Linked DNA regions of Mus musculus: region 1 is linked to region 2. The links are chromatin contacts, called in public ChIA-PET maps. All regions are on one chromosome and are shown on one strand. Each heading gives the region's core, a stretch centred on a gene start, on an enhancer-like site or on the middle of the called end of the contact. The rest is flanking DNA. Distances are from core to core; before and after follow the strand shown.

Region 1 (6,453 bases), core at 3,713-6,212, 120 kb before region 2:
GTGGCTGAAGTCAGTGGGGAGGGTAACTGAGGAGAGAGAGATCTGCCAAAACATGTTAAAGCCTGTTCAGACAAGGTCTGGACAACTTAGCAAGGAGTTTGGTTTTTCAGAGATGAAGTATAAAAGAAGGGTTATTGGGTTATTTCATATCTCTCTCATTCTCTCTCTCACTCTCTCTCCATATATATATATATACATATATATATATATATATGTATATATATATATGGATTAATACCTCAGAATTCACATATAAAATTGATAATGGTGATTTTTATTAGGTCTGTGTCCTTTGTGGACACTAACTTTCAGATCTTTCTGCAAATAAATATTTTTATTCTAATTTGGGAAAGATAAAAATTGCTCCTTTAAATTCTTCTTCTTTGCCCCCCCCTCTCTGTGTGTGTGTGTGTGTGTGTGTGTGTGTGTGTGTGTGTGTTTATCTGGAAAAGGAAAAGAGACAGCAAGAGTGAGTGATGAGCACAACTTAGAAATTGATTAGAAATATGGGCTGGAAGGGATAGGTGAGTTAAAAAGAAAGAAAAAATACGTAGTATATGTATGTGGGATACATATCTATCTATCTATCTATCTATCTATCTGAATACATCTTCAGGCAAGCATGGGTGTGAGGCCAAAGGAGGATATAGGGCATCCTGTTCTATGTTTCTCTAGCTTATTCCCTCAAGACAGGATCTCTGATCTCTTACTAAACCTTGAGCTAGGGTAGCAGCAATCAAGCTCCAGTGATCCTTCTATCTCTGTCCTCCATAGCTCTGGGGTTATAAAACATTTGTGACCATACGTGTCTTTTTACATGGCTTCTGAAGATTTGAATTCAAGTCCTCAAGTTTGCATGGCAAACACTCTTACCCCCTTAGCTGTCTCCCAACTCAGATTTCACCTTTTTTATTTATTTGAAGAGCAGTCAGGAAAGAACCCACGGAGTGTGATGAACACTCCACCAAATAATGAGAACAAGGTAAGATGATCCCAAGGAACTGAATATACAAGCAAGATGTTAAGATAGTGTAGCTTGAAAGATGTAGATTAAAGAGACTAAATTAGAAAGTAAATATCAACGTTAACATGTACCCCTCTCCCCCCACCGATGAGTTGAATTTTGTTTGGAACTGCTGAGGGTAGTCTTGAATAGAAATATATATTCTGGTGTCATTTATTTAGAAATAATAGCTGTCCCCTTAAAAATGAATGTGATGATTAAGGGAGATACAAACTTGTGCAAGATCTTCAGCAGACCTGACTGATGTAAACCTCGTCCACACTATGCCAACACCCATAGTCTGCCAACATTAATTGACCATAATTGACCATGTAGTCTTAGACTCCTTGTCAATACGTGACTTTAGGCAATTATTACTCCACTTACCATTTCTGATTCTTTTCAAAGTTTAGGTGTGGTGATAAGGAGCAATTGTGTCCTTACAAGGAAGTAAGCTGCTTGATTCTTAGGTGCACAATGTACACACAACAAGGCAGGGAAAATACGCAGAGAAGGAGAAGAGTATTTTATGAAGGTGGAAACACTAAAATCTGGCTAATGACTAAGCTGAAGACATGGAGATCCAATAAAATTTGAATGGGGGGGGGCTATTGATTATCTCAGAGAAAAAGTTTCTCTGGAATGAACTTGAGCAAGATGACAGAGGCTTGAATAGAAAAGGGGAGGTGTTCCAAATGCTCTGCTATAAGCTGCCTTGAGCTCTTCTGGGGAGCTCTTATATTTCTAGGACACACCCCAGTGTTATTTCCTCAGGCTGCAATTTGGTGTTCTAGGGAGAATTTTTACCAGTGTCATCTCTGGTGAAGGAGAGAGGCTTGAAGTTACTGATAGGTATTCACTGCAGCAGATCCTACGGTGGTCTCTTTTATAGACCTTCAGTCTTCACTATTTAGTACACAACACTTAAACTCTACTTCAGTCTGTGACCCCTGAAGAATGCTTGGTCTGCCTACCAGAGGTTCTAGAGAGTTAATTTCCCAGGGTCAGTCCTTAAACCATAAAGGACAGGAGTTGGAAGACAAATAGCACAGTGTCTCTATTTTCTCCAGGGAAACAATGGATGGATTGCTTTATATAGTGTATCAATTTCTGTTCCTGTTGCTGTAACAAAATATCCTGACAAACACAACTTAAGAGAGAAAGGGTTTACTTTTGCTTACAGTTCCAGTGGCATGTGGTTTATAATGGCAAGGAAGATGTAGGAAGAACATAGTGGCAGGAATAAGAGGATGGATGGCTGCATTGTATTCACACTCAGGAGGCAGAGAGTGACGAATGGATGTATGCTGCTGAGTTCTCATTTGAGATTGTCCAGGATACCAGTTAAGGAACGGTGCTACCCACAGTAGACACATTTTCTTACCTCAATTAATTACAATCAAGATAATCCTCCACAGGCTGACGACATAACTAAAAACAGCCATGTGTTAAAGGCAAGGTTTATGATAACTAATTAAAATGCATTAAATCGAGCTGGTGAGATGGCTTAGCAGGTAAAGGTACCAGCCACCAAGCCTGGCAACAACCCAAGTTCCATCCCTGGGACCCACATGCTATGGTGCATGTCTGTCTGTCTGTCTGTCTCTCTCCCTCCCTCCCCCCTCCTCTCTCTCTCCTACCCCAACACAGTGAAATAGAAAATGAGTAAAAAATTGTGAGCAATGCGATAGTTCTGTTTTCAAATGCAGCTGTAAATGAGGGACTTCCAAATTCCAAATACTGGAGCCTTCTTAGTCTTCTTGCACAATCATTAGCAACCAGCCTTTTTATCTGGGTTGTTTAGAAACAGAAGAAAAAGGGGTCAGCACTTCTAAGAGATTGCTGACCTCTGGCCTTTGCAAAGTCCAAACTCCTTAATCGGGCATTTCCAGGTGTCTCCAATTGACCCTAACCAACATTCTTACCCTGATCTTTGACACCACTCCCCGCAAAGCCTTTGGAATTATGCTGCTCGGGACAGGATATGTTTTCCCACCTTGCCACTCAGTTTTCACTGTCCACTTTGCTTTTGATGACCTTACTTTTTCTATGCCTTTCTAGATCAAAGGGATCACTCATGTTTGGCCTCCGCTGTAACACTCTGAAATTCCATTTTGCCTCCCCCCTTTACGGCTACTGCTCCCTTGTTGGACAGGACTTTATGTATTTATGTCTTCTCTTCTGAACTAGAAAGAAGCCATTTAGACAAAATTAGGCTTATTTGTCTCTTTAGCTCCTGTACTTTTTAGTTTAGTGCAAAGAACATAATTAATGAAGATAGACAGATAAATGACAGACATATGGTTATTGAACTCGAATACCACAAATGTAATGTCTTGCTCGAACATAATTTTAAAGACTATTCGGACTTACTTTCAAATTTGTAGAAGAGCTGCAAGAGTTAAAAAAAATAGTATGAACAATTCCAACAATTGTGAAGCTGAAGTAGGAGAATTGTGAGTGAGGTCAATCCTAGTGAGTTCCAGCTGAAGTAGGAGAATTGTGAATGAGGTCAATCCTAGTGAGTTCCAGGCCAACCTGGGATGAAATTGCTTCTGTTTCAAAAAGCAGAAAAAATAGTAGAAAGGGCATCTGCATAGTTTCCTGGGCTTTTTCCTACTGAAATGTTTTATTTCACTTTATTTCTATGTACTTTATCAATCCATCCATCCATTCATCTATCCATTAATTTATCTACCCATTTCTCTACCGTTTCTCCCCCAGTATTTTACTAAATCACAAGAGTAAGTTGCTTTCAACATGTCTTTACTCTTAAATATTTTTGTATGAGTTTTCTAAAACCTAACCACAGCAGAATTATTATAATCTCTTATCACCTTAATATTGATATCACACATTTATTTGGTCCTTATACCACTTTTGTCAGTTGATCTGACAATGTCCTTTATGACAGCATTTCCCTGCAACATAGGATTTGACTGTTGGATCCTTTATTACTCTTAATTATCACGTTTTTTCCGTCTCCTTAAATCTGCAACACTTCAACAGCCTTTCTTTGTTTTTTATAATATTGTTATTGTTCACATTGACCCTCAAGCCCTCTTTTTAAAGAAATTAGAACTTGTTGTGAAGTTTTAGTCATTAATGACAGTATTTTAAATTTTGCAATGCAGGACCTTCTGTTTTATTTTTTCACAATACTTTTCTCCTTAGTTAAGTAGAGCTAGAGTGGAAGAGGAAATCACAAATCTCTTTCTCCTCTAGCTTCTGCTGGCTTGCAGGCTGAAGAGGAAGAAAAGTCAATAGAGGAAGCGAGAGAGTAAACTGAGAAGTTGAAATCAAAGTGGTGGGCCGCTGACTCTTGACTGTGGTGTGACTCTGAACTCAAAGCGTTTTTTAGAGACAGCATTCAACATAGTTAAATAAAATTGCTATGCTATAGGAAAGGAAGGCATTAGTAATTTCCGTTGACTATGAGTAGAAACAGAGACACTGACAGGCTCAGTAACGTTTATGCTTTGAATCTGAGACACAGTGATGGATAGTAGAAATAGAACTGATATAAAGAAGGATATTTGAGTCTATTTACTACTGTTGTTGTCAAATCAGTCTGTAAATTGAGCAAGTCATATCACCCCCAAATCTTGGTGTCAGGGTTTGAAGTGGACTCATTTTACTCTGCTTCCTTCAGTGGGTCTATGATTCATTGGTAACAAATTCCAGCATACTTTAGATGTGTATTTATGAATACTGGGCTAGCCACTGTAGATGTAATGATGAGTAGAGCCCAGTTTTTGTTCTCAGGGAGCTTCCAGATATTGGTGGGGAGCAGACATTTGACCAAAGAATTTAAATCCATGGCAATAAGAATCACTTTCAAGTACACAGCCAAGAGAGAAAGTAAACAACTATGTGTGTGGGTGGGGTGGGGGGAACATATGCCATTACACATTCATAGAGGAAGTGACTGTGGTTGTTGAACTGAGTCTTAAAGTGGGTACAGGGCAGTCAGGCAAGAGCTGCATGGATGTTTGCAAAACCAATGTACTTTCAATCTGCTGTATACAGTGTACCAGAGATAAAGTCAGAGTAATAAGGCTAAAAAGATAACTGGGGGTGGTAGCACTGTAACTGGGTGTTGTTTCCAAGTAGAGAAGAATTAGAGGCTGTGAATGAAGGAAGGGATTAGACTTATGGAAAGACCAGTGTTGATAAAAGGTAGGATCATAGATAAAGGACTAAGAGTGAGGAGAGGAAGCAGTAGAGGATTTGGAGGCTTATTTAGGTCGAAGACTTGAGACCTAAGAAAGTTTACTCATTGACTGTGGCAGCAGGTAGGAAGACAGCATACGAATTCCACACTTCGGATTTGCTAGTTGACTGAACTGTGGTGCTATTTATTGCAACTGGAAGTCCTTAAGGAGACGCTGGATTGGAGGATGCGTAATGAACCCATTCTGTCTATGTTGGCCTTGAAGAATATGTTGGACATCGTACAAACTGACTTGAAATTCAAGAAAGAAACACAGGATGGAGACATATTTAGTTGTTAGATGTATTAGCAGTTGTATCTAGGGACAGTGAAACTTTAGAAAGGACTGGGGCCAAGAAGGAAGAACATAAAATCACTTGCTATTAGATCCTGATTCTTATTTGACGAGATCTTTCTAGCTGTATTGTATCAGCCAAATAATACCAATCTCCCTTTTCCCCCACTTAAGGTTGATGTCAACTTGTGGGAATTTGAAATTAAAAATCTAGCTGATGGATATTCTACCCTGGGAAACACTAGGAAGAACCATTTGCTAAGCTTCCACTGCCTTTCTTGCCATAATAGTTATAAGTTGCTTGTTACTATTGATATGATATGTGGATATATCTGAATATATGATATTGATATATTATACAAAACGAATCAGCATCCTCTGTGCTGTCTCCACTTTGAAGTGTCTTCAGTATGAACACTAAAGAGCGTTTTAATTAGTTGTGGAGAGGACTGAAATACAACTGAAGGTCTCTGATTCTAAATTATACCTATGTCAACCACTGAGGCTTCTATTTGACCTGGTATTTACCTTCCAACAGACCAGAGACCAGGCCAGTGGTAAAGGTGGGTAGAGAGGGGGAAACAGAATTGTGTGTTGAAGAATTTGTGAAACCATCAGGGTCTTGGTCTTTTGATTACTGCTTATCTTCAACACTAAATCTGAAATCGAAAAGTCCGAGAGGAACTCAACTATTGATGGTGTGATCTCAAACCTGTATCTCCCAATTACACCATCCTTGAGAAGGCTCTCAATACTCATTCCTTAACTAGGCAGAATAGACGTTCAGAATAGAAGGAAGCAGCAGAATTTCTCAGATAAGTCAATGACTGGCTCAAGCTAGTTCTTAATGAGTGAGGCACCATAGAAGAGTCTAGTCTGAATGAACAAGATGTCAAGTTACCTTATACTTCCATTTTCTCTCAAATTAGTCAATAACTCATG
Region 2 (6,567 bases), core at 486-2,985:
AGCAAGGCACAAAAAAGATCAGGGATAAGAAGAACCACAACACCACATTTCATCCCCCAGCACCTGCCTCACCATTTTCCCTGAGCTTCTACTTACCAAGTGCCTATGATATGGCCAACAGTACTACATGTAGGTCCTGAGACCCGTGACCAGATATAAAAGACCTTATCCCTGCTCTTGGGCAACTTATTTGCTACTAGTAAAATGGCCCAGGATTTTCTGGGATTCGCCTCATAATATGTTCCTGTACACTCACTGAAGTAATAATGTTTGGAAAATATTTCTTTTCAAACAGTCTCTCTCTCTCTCTCTCTCTCTCTCTCTCTCTCTCTCTCTCTCTCTCTCTCTCTCTCTGATTCACAATGTACAATTTTGCAGACAAGTCCCTGGGAAGCCTTCCATCAAGAAACCTGTTATTTTCATTTACTCGGCATTTCCCCAATGTATTTAACCAGCAGAGCCTTATTTTAAGTAGTACTTATTAAAATCACATGAAGCTAGTTTTCCAAAGGAATCTCTCCAGGCAATACTCAAGTGTTCCAGTCTCACAGACTTTTTGCTTATTATATCAGTTACTTATTTTCATAATAATGATGCCTGAAACAGTCACAAAACCTCCATGGCATACAATAATAAACACGTCATGCTTGAAACAGGTGACTAGGTGTCTCTGTTGCCCTTGACTGAGCTCACTCATATATTAGTCTGACAAGCTCTTCACTAGGATAACTGGACTGAATTGGCTATGGCCTGCTTGTCTTGGCCTCTGGTAGAGTAGCCTTAGCCTATTTCCTTAGTGATGACTGAAATATAAAAATTCAAGTTGATCTATTAGGTAATATTTTAGACCTCTCCTTTGTCTATTCTAACATCTGGATGGCCAAAGCAAGCCATGGGGCTGGATGCCCCAGAACAGGGGATGGGTATGAAGTTACAGGCTAAAGGCTGGCGATACAGGGACAGAGTAAGAATCAAGGACATTCTAGTGTTCAGTCACACCTGCTTAGGACCTCTTAACTCAGATGGCAACTTTTCCATGGAACCTCTTCTGATTTCCTTAGGCTCATTCCTGTTTTCCCTTGTGAGCTCCTCTACTAACATCTATTTCTTCCTGCTTGCTTCGGGAACTCTGAATACTCAGATTGTTCCACGAAATCAACAATTAATTACATGTGGATACTGACCACGCTGTTTTACTTTCATTATGTATCCCACAGCACCTGACACATTGGACTGTGGATTTTACTAAAGACCTACTAAGTAAAGGAAGATGGCTCTAGACCAGTGGTTCTCAGTCTGTGGGTCACAACCCCTTTGGGAACCCTCTATCTCCAAAAATATTTACATTACAATTCATAACAGTAGCAAAATTACAGTTATGAAGTAGCAATGAAAATAACTTGATAGTTTGGAGTCATAACAACATGAGGAACTGTATTCAAGGGTCTCAGCATTAGGAAGGTTGAGAACCACTGCTCTAGACATTTAGAAACCAGGGCTCCAGGGTGAGGTTGGCTCCCAGCTTCGACCTTGAAGGTTTGGTCTTTCTAGTCTTTCTGTTACCTGGGTTTGTACCTTTATAGAGCTCAGGTCTGCTCCAGGGTAGGCGGGATTTCTTGTCACAGATATAGCAGCAAACCCCTTCTTCATAGCCTGAAATCTAGGCTGTCTGTAGTATTCCTTTGTTCTCAAGTTGTCAGCTCTCACAAGGACTCTAACCACTTCCTCTGCACCTCAGGGCATGTGGGAACCTCACCCCTTCCTTTTTGTGGTATCAATCCTCCTAAATTCAGGCCACTCTGCATATTCCTTCCTGTCTCACTTTTGCTTCCTGTCTGTTCAGGCTATAGGGGGTGTGTTGCTGACCCCAAGGCATCACGAAAGAGGCATTTTGGGTGTTCCTCTGAGTCCAGCTCTTGGCTGGAAGCAGTAGGAGAGAGCTGGTCAGAAATAGAGTTATCTCATACATCAACAACCAGCCTCTGACTTTGAATAGGACAGCCACAGGCATAATAGGTCTAAGCAGCATCCGCCTGTGTCAGTGGCACCTATGTTCCCTAGCCCTGTAACCTTGGCAAGTCACTTCTTGGCTGTGCTTCCTCACTGGTGTAAAATAAGGGTCTTGGACATGTGGGTCTTTTGTCTTTAATGATGCTTGTGGTCACTCACATTACTTAGTTGCTTTGAAAAGGAGCTCTGAAGGCATGGGGGGGGGGGAATCACATTCTGAACCACACTAGGAGCTTTAAAAGCCCTAAGAGAACTTTATTGAATATTTCTAGTTCTTTCTTCTTTTATATATACTACAGTTCGAGCCTTGCAAAGGATAATGTCCATCTCTTGCTGTCTGCACCCTCCATATGCCCCTGTGTGGGCAGCATCCTGGTCACCAGGGTGCCCGGGAGACGTGCAGAATCTTGGGCCTAGGCCCACATGTGTTGATCTAAAACCCAAATTTATCAAGACCTCTGGATGAAGCATACAGATAAGTTTAGGGAACACTGGCTATGTGAGATAACCCTGAGAATGCTTGAAGATAAATGAAGCCTAAAATAGAAGTCCCAGTCTACAAGTATTAAGAATCCAGGCCCCAAAGGCCAAGAAACATGGGTCGGAATCTCAACTTGTCGCTTCTAGACTCGTGGTTTTTCAGAAAGGTACCTAACTCTTTCCAAGCTTTAGTTCTCTCATGTGTAAGACACTTAGCATGATGTCTGGCACTCAGGAAGTGCTTGGTAAATGTTAGCACAACAGGACTTAGGGTTAAAAGCACAGAATCTATGACTGGGGTGGCCTGAGTTTATAATCTTGGCTCTTCTACTTAATAGTTGTCTGACCTTCAAGAACTTTTCTGTGTCCCAGCTTCCTTAATTACAATGGGAAAACAAAACAAAACAAAACAAACCAGTAATGCTATGATGTGAATTTCATGGGTTAAGATTTGCAAAGTGTTACTTTGCAGTATGAACACTGGAACATAGTAAGAACTAAGTGTCTGTTAAAAATTATACCATTGTTGTTTTATAGACTTGATGAAAGGAGGAGAGTCAGGCATCCATAAACTCGTTAAGGCTTCATAAGGGAAGGGGTTATTTCTCCCCTACATAAGGAAGTCAGGAAACATGAAGCCCGTGTTGCTTTCTAGTACTGCTGGAACCCAGATGCCTCTCTTCACCGACATCCTCATCAGGTGGATTCCATCCTTGTGGCACAGGATGGCTCCTGAAGCTCTAGTTCCCATTCCTGTGTATCAGGCCAGTGGGATGCAGAAGTGGAGGAGAGTCCAGGGGCTGTAGGCTAGTTATGAGCGCAGCATCTGAGGAGTGCAACTGCTGTTGTTCTCATTGAATCCTTCCTACGGGTCATAATCAGGAGCTTCTTAGTTGAGTGCTTTGACCCTGGATATCCCAGGCTGCAATCAGGATGTTAGCTTGGAAACTCAAAATAGGAAGTTTACTGTAGTTTGGGGCAGGCCTCAGACAATCTCCTTTCAAACTCCCTCACACTGGTGTCTCTTTAGAGTACCTCATGACATAACAGCTGCTTCACATATTAGAATCCAGTCCATACTAAGGGGAGGGGATTGCACAAAGGCTGGGATATTAGGAGGTGGCCACCCCTAAGGCTATACAGCATGGGCTTCTTTCTAGGGGTCCTGATGCCTTTAACCAGGCTTACGGAAATTCTCATGCATCATTTTGCTTAGAACTAAAAGGCCAGGACTTAGGTATATGGCCATAGAGAACTGCAAGAGAGATTGAAAAATATAATCATGCAGCTAGGTGCATTTCCACCCTCAATGAAAACCCAGGTTTTCATTACTTTAGAAGAAAGGGAGGATGCCTTGTTCAGTGTGTGTATGTGTGTGTGTGTGTGTGTGTGTGTGTGTGTGTGTGTGTGTCTGCTCACACACTTGTGGAAACCAAAGGTCAAAATTGTGTGTCTTTCTCAGTCAGTATTCATTTTATTTTTTGATATAGGTTTTCTCACTGAACCTGGTGTTCACCAAGAATACCAGGTTGATTAGCCAGTGAGTTTCAAAAGGCTGCCTATCTCTGTTCCCCCAGCCATTGGGATTGCAAGCACATCAGGAATTTTGACAGGGTTCTCATGTTTGTAATGCTTATCACTTTTACCAAATGAACCATGTGTTTAGCCCCACATTCATTTTTTTTTATGCCTTTCAATAGAGTGGTGGGTCTCAAAGTGTGGTTCAGGACCAGCAGTGTCAGCACCATCTGGGATCTTTTTAGAAAGGTAAATGACTTGAAATTTCACCCCAGACTCACTGATGCAGAAATGTGGAGGTGGGACCTGGTGATCTGTTTTTAAGTAGCCCCTCAGAATGGTCTGATACATGCTCAAGAGAGCCCCAGATTACACAGGACAGGTTCAATTGACCCTCTTCAAAGAAAGCACGCAGTTTGTATAAAAGTGTCTTTAGTCAGTACCATGATGAATGGAGTGGCTATTGGAGGTGAGATGTAGAACACCAGTGATTAGTTACGGTTCACTTTGTTGTTCTAACCCAAGACTTCACTGGTGTTTTTTTATAAGGTGATAAACGCCATGGTGTGGATAAAGCTTGAGGGCATACTTGACAAAGGAGATAATAAATGAGGTTTCCTTTCTGATGAAATAGACTATAGATTCTTAGTGGCTGGAAGCTCCACACTTAAATAGTAGAACCAGAGTAGACTTATGTAAGCAGTACTTACATAATTGAATCCAGCAAAACTGGTTTTAATAAAAACTCGGGAAATGATAAATGAAGGCAGGCTGTTAAAAATTGGGGGCTTCAATAATGAACATGTAGACTGTTTGGAGGCAGCTGCGTGGTATGGAAGACAGATTATGGCATCTGTAGCCCGATTTCAGTTGTCCATGTGCCCATATTTCAGTATCACTCAAAACATATGAGTTCCCCTGCTCATATAGGGATGGTCCGAACCACAGGTTTATGTGACTGAAGAAAGAAAAATGTACTGATGCCATCCATGTCGCTTGTTCTCAATTCTTGACATATAGTAGGAGCCAACACTGTGATGTGGTCTCTCTTCTTTCCCTTTGTGCAAATAATGTGTAGAGATGATTTGTAGTAAAGATACTTTTAAGTGGTTTCAGAATTTACAAGCACATAACATGGTCTAAATTTGGTTCTGATTTCCTCGAAAATCTGCCTCTCCTTTTGTTTAATGCCATTTCTCTTCATTATGCCAGTTTATATCAAGTTACGTAATTATTGAAATGTTCCATTTGGGATTTATTGTCAATCTTTATTTTTTCCTCTATTGTTGTGCTCCCCCCCCCTTGCAGATGGGTTTTGCAAATTTAAACACTCTGGTTCCGTGTGCGTGTGTGTGTGTGTGTGTGTGTGTGTGTGTGTGTGTGCGTGTGTGTCTGTGTGTCTGTGTGTTTCCGTGTGCATTGGTTGGCTTTCCTTTTAATTTAATTAATTAAACATTTCTAATACGCAATTCGGAATACTCAAGATTCAATTCACAGACCATATGAAGCCTAAGAAGGAAGACCAAATGTGGATGCTTCAGTGCTTCTTAGAAGGGGGAACAAAATATTCATAGGAGGAAATATGGAGACAGAGTGTGGAGCAGAGACTGAAGGAAAGGCAATCCAGAGACTGCCCCACCTGGGGATCAATCCCATCTACAGCCACCAAACCAGGACATTATTGTGGATGCTGGGAAGTGCTTGTTGATGGAAGCCTGCTATGGCTTTCTCCTGAGAGGCTCTGCCAGAGTCTGACAAGTACAGAGGCCGATGCTCGCAGCCAACCATTGGACTGAGTACGGAGGGTCCCCAGTGGAGGAGTTGGAGAAAGGACTGAAGGAGCTGAAGGGGTTTGCAGCCCATGGAGGGAGCAAGAGTGTCAACAAGCCAGACCTCTCAGAGCTCCTGGGGACTGGATCACCAACCAAAGAATACACATGGAGCGACCCATGGTGCTGGCCACATATGTGGCAGAGCATGGCCTTGTTGGACATCAGTGGGTGGAGAGGTCCTTGGGCCTGAAGGTGTTCAATGCCCCAGTGTAGGGGAATGCCAGGGCGGGAGGATGGGAGTGGATGGGTTTAGGGAGCACACTCATCGAGGCAGGGGGAGAGGGATGGGATAGGGGGTTTCCAAAGGGGAGACCTGGAAAGGGGAAACATTTGAAATGTAAATAAAGAAAATATCCAATAAAAATTCTAATAAGGCTGTGCCTCTGAAGAGCCAAGGAGAACAGCCAGAATCCATTTCTAGTGCTTTGTGTCAAAGAAACACACTGCTATGTTACTCTACCTTGCATGTCTGTGTGTTTCTGTGGGTATATATAGGGGCTTTTCTGCTTAAATTCTGGCTTGCTGTCTTCTCCCTACCTATATCTGCTATAGCACAACATCCTTTCAGTCCTTATATGAATGGCCCTCCACTGTGGATGGAAGCTCCCCAGATCCCCCAGAAGTTTTTGCTGGGTGCTGGGCTTTCCTCTCAGAATGGGACTATATGGTGGTACCATTGCCCAGGGGCAAAGTTCAACACTGAAGATTTCCAGGCCTTCTGACTTCT

The links. ChIA-PET counts read pairs in DNA pulled down with a chosen protein or histone mark.
Region 1: a contact with region 2 is called in an RNA polymerase II ChIA-PET map of memory CD8 T cells, with 6 read pairs. The contact joins two enhancer-like sites. A contact is called at or near these places in 1 of 39 promoter capture datasets (pre-B cells), 4 of 484 Hi-C or Micro-C datasets (CD4 T cells, CD8 T cells and embryonic stem cells) and 1 of 115 datasets of contacts at active chromatin or transcription factors (memory CD8 T cells).

Annotation. Positions count from the first base shown.
Region 1 is chrX:159,198,135-159,204,587 of GRCm38.p6, reverse strand. No RefSeq gene overlaps it. Among named protein-coding and RNA genes, the nearest start is that of Rps6ka3, 54 kb to the left of the region's middle. Within about 2 kb of position 4,962, at least 51 of the 459 cell types and tissues checked have an H3K27ac peak or open chromatin away from gene starts, as enhancers often do. A contact at or near this core is called in CD8 T cells and memory CD8 T cells, where this site is marked.
Region 2 is chrX:159,075,914-159,082,480 of GRCm38.p6, reverse strand. No RefSeq gene overlaps it. Among named protein-coding and RNA genes, the nearest start is that of Rps6ka3, 180 kb to the left of the region's middle. Within about 2 kb of position 1,735, at least 39 of the 459 cell types and tissues checked have an H3K27ac peak or open chromatin away from gene starts, as enhancers often do. A contact at or near this core is called in CD8 T cells and memory CD8 T cells, where this site is marked.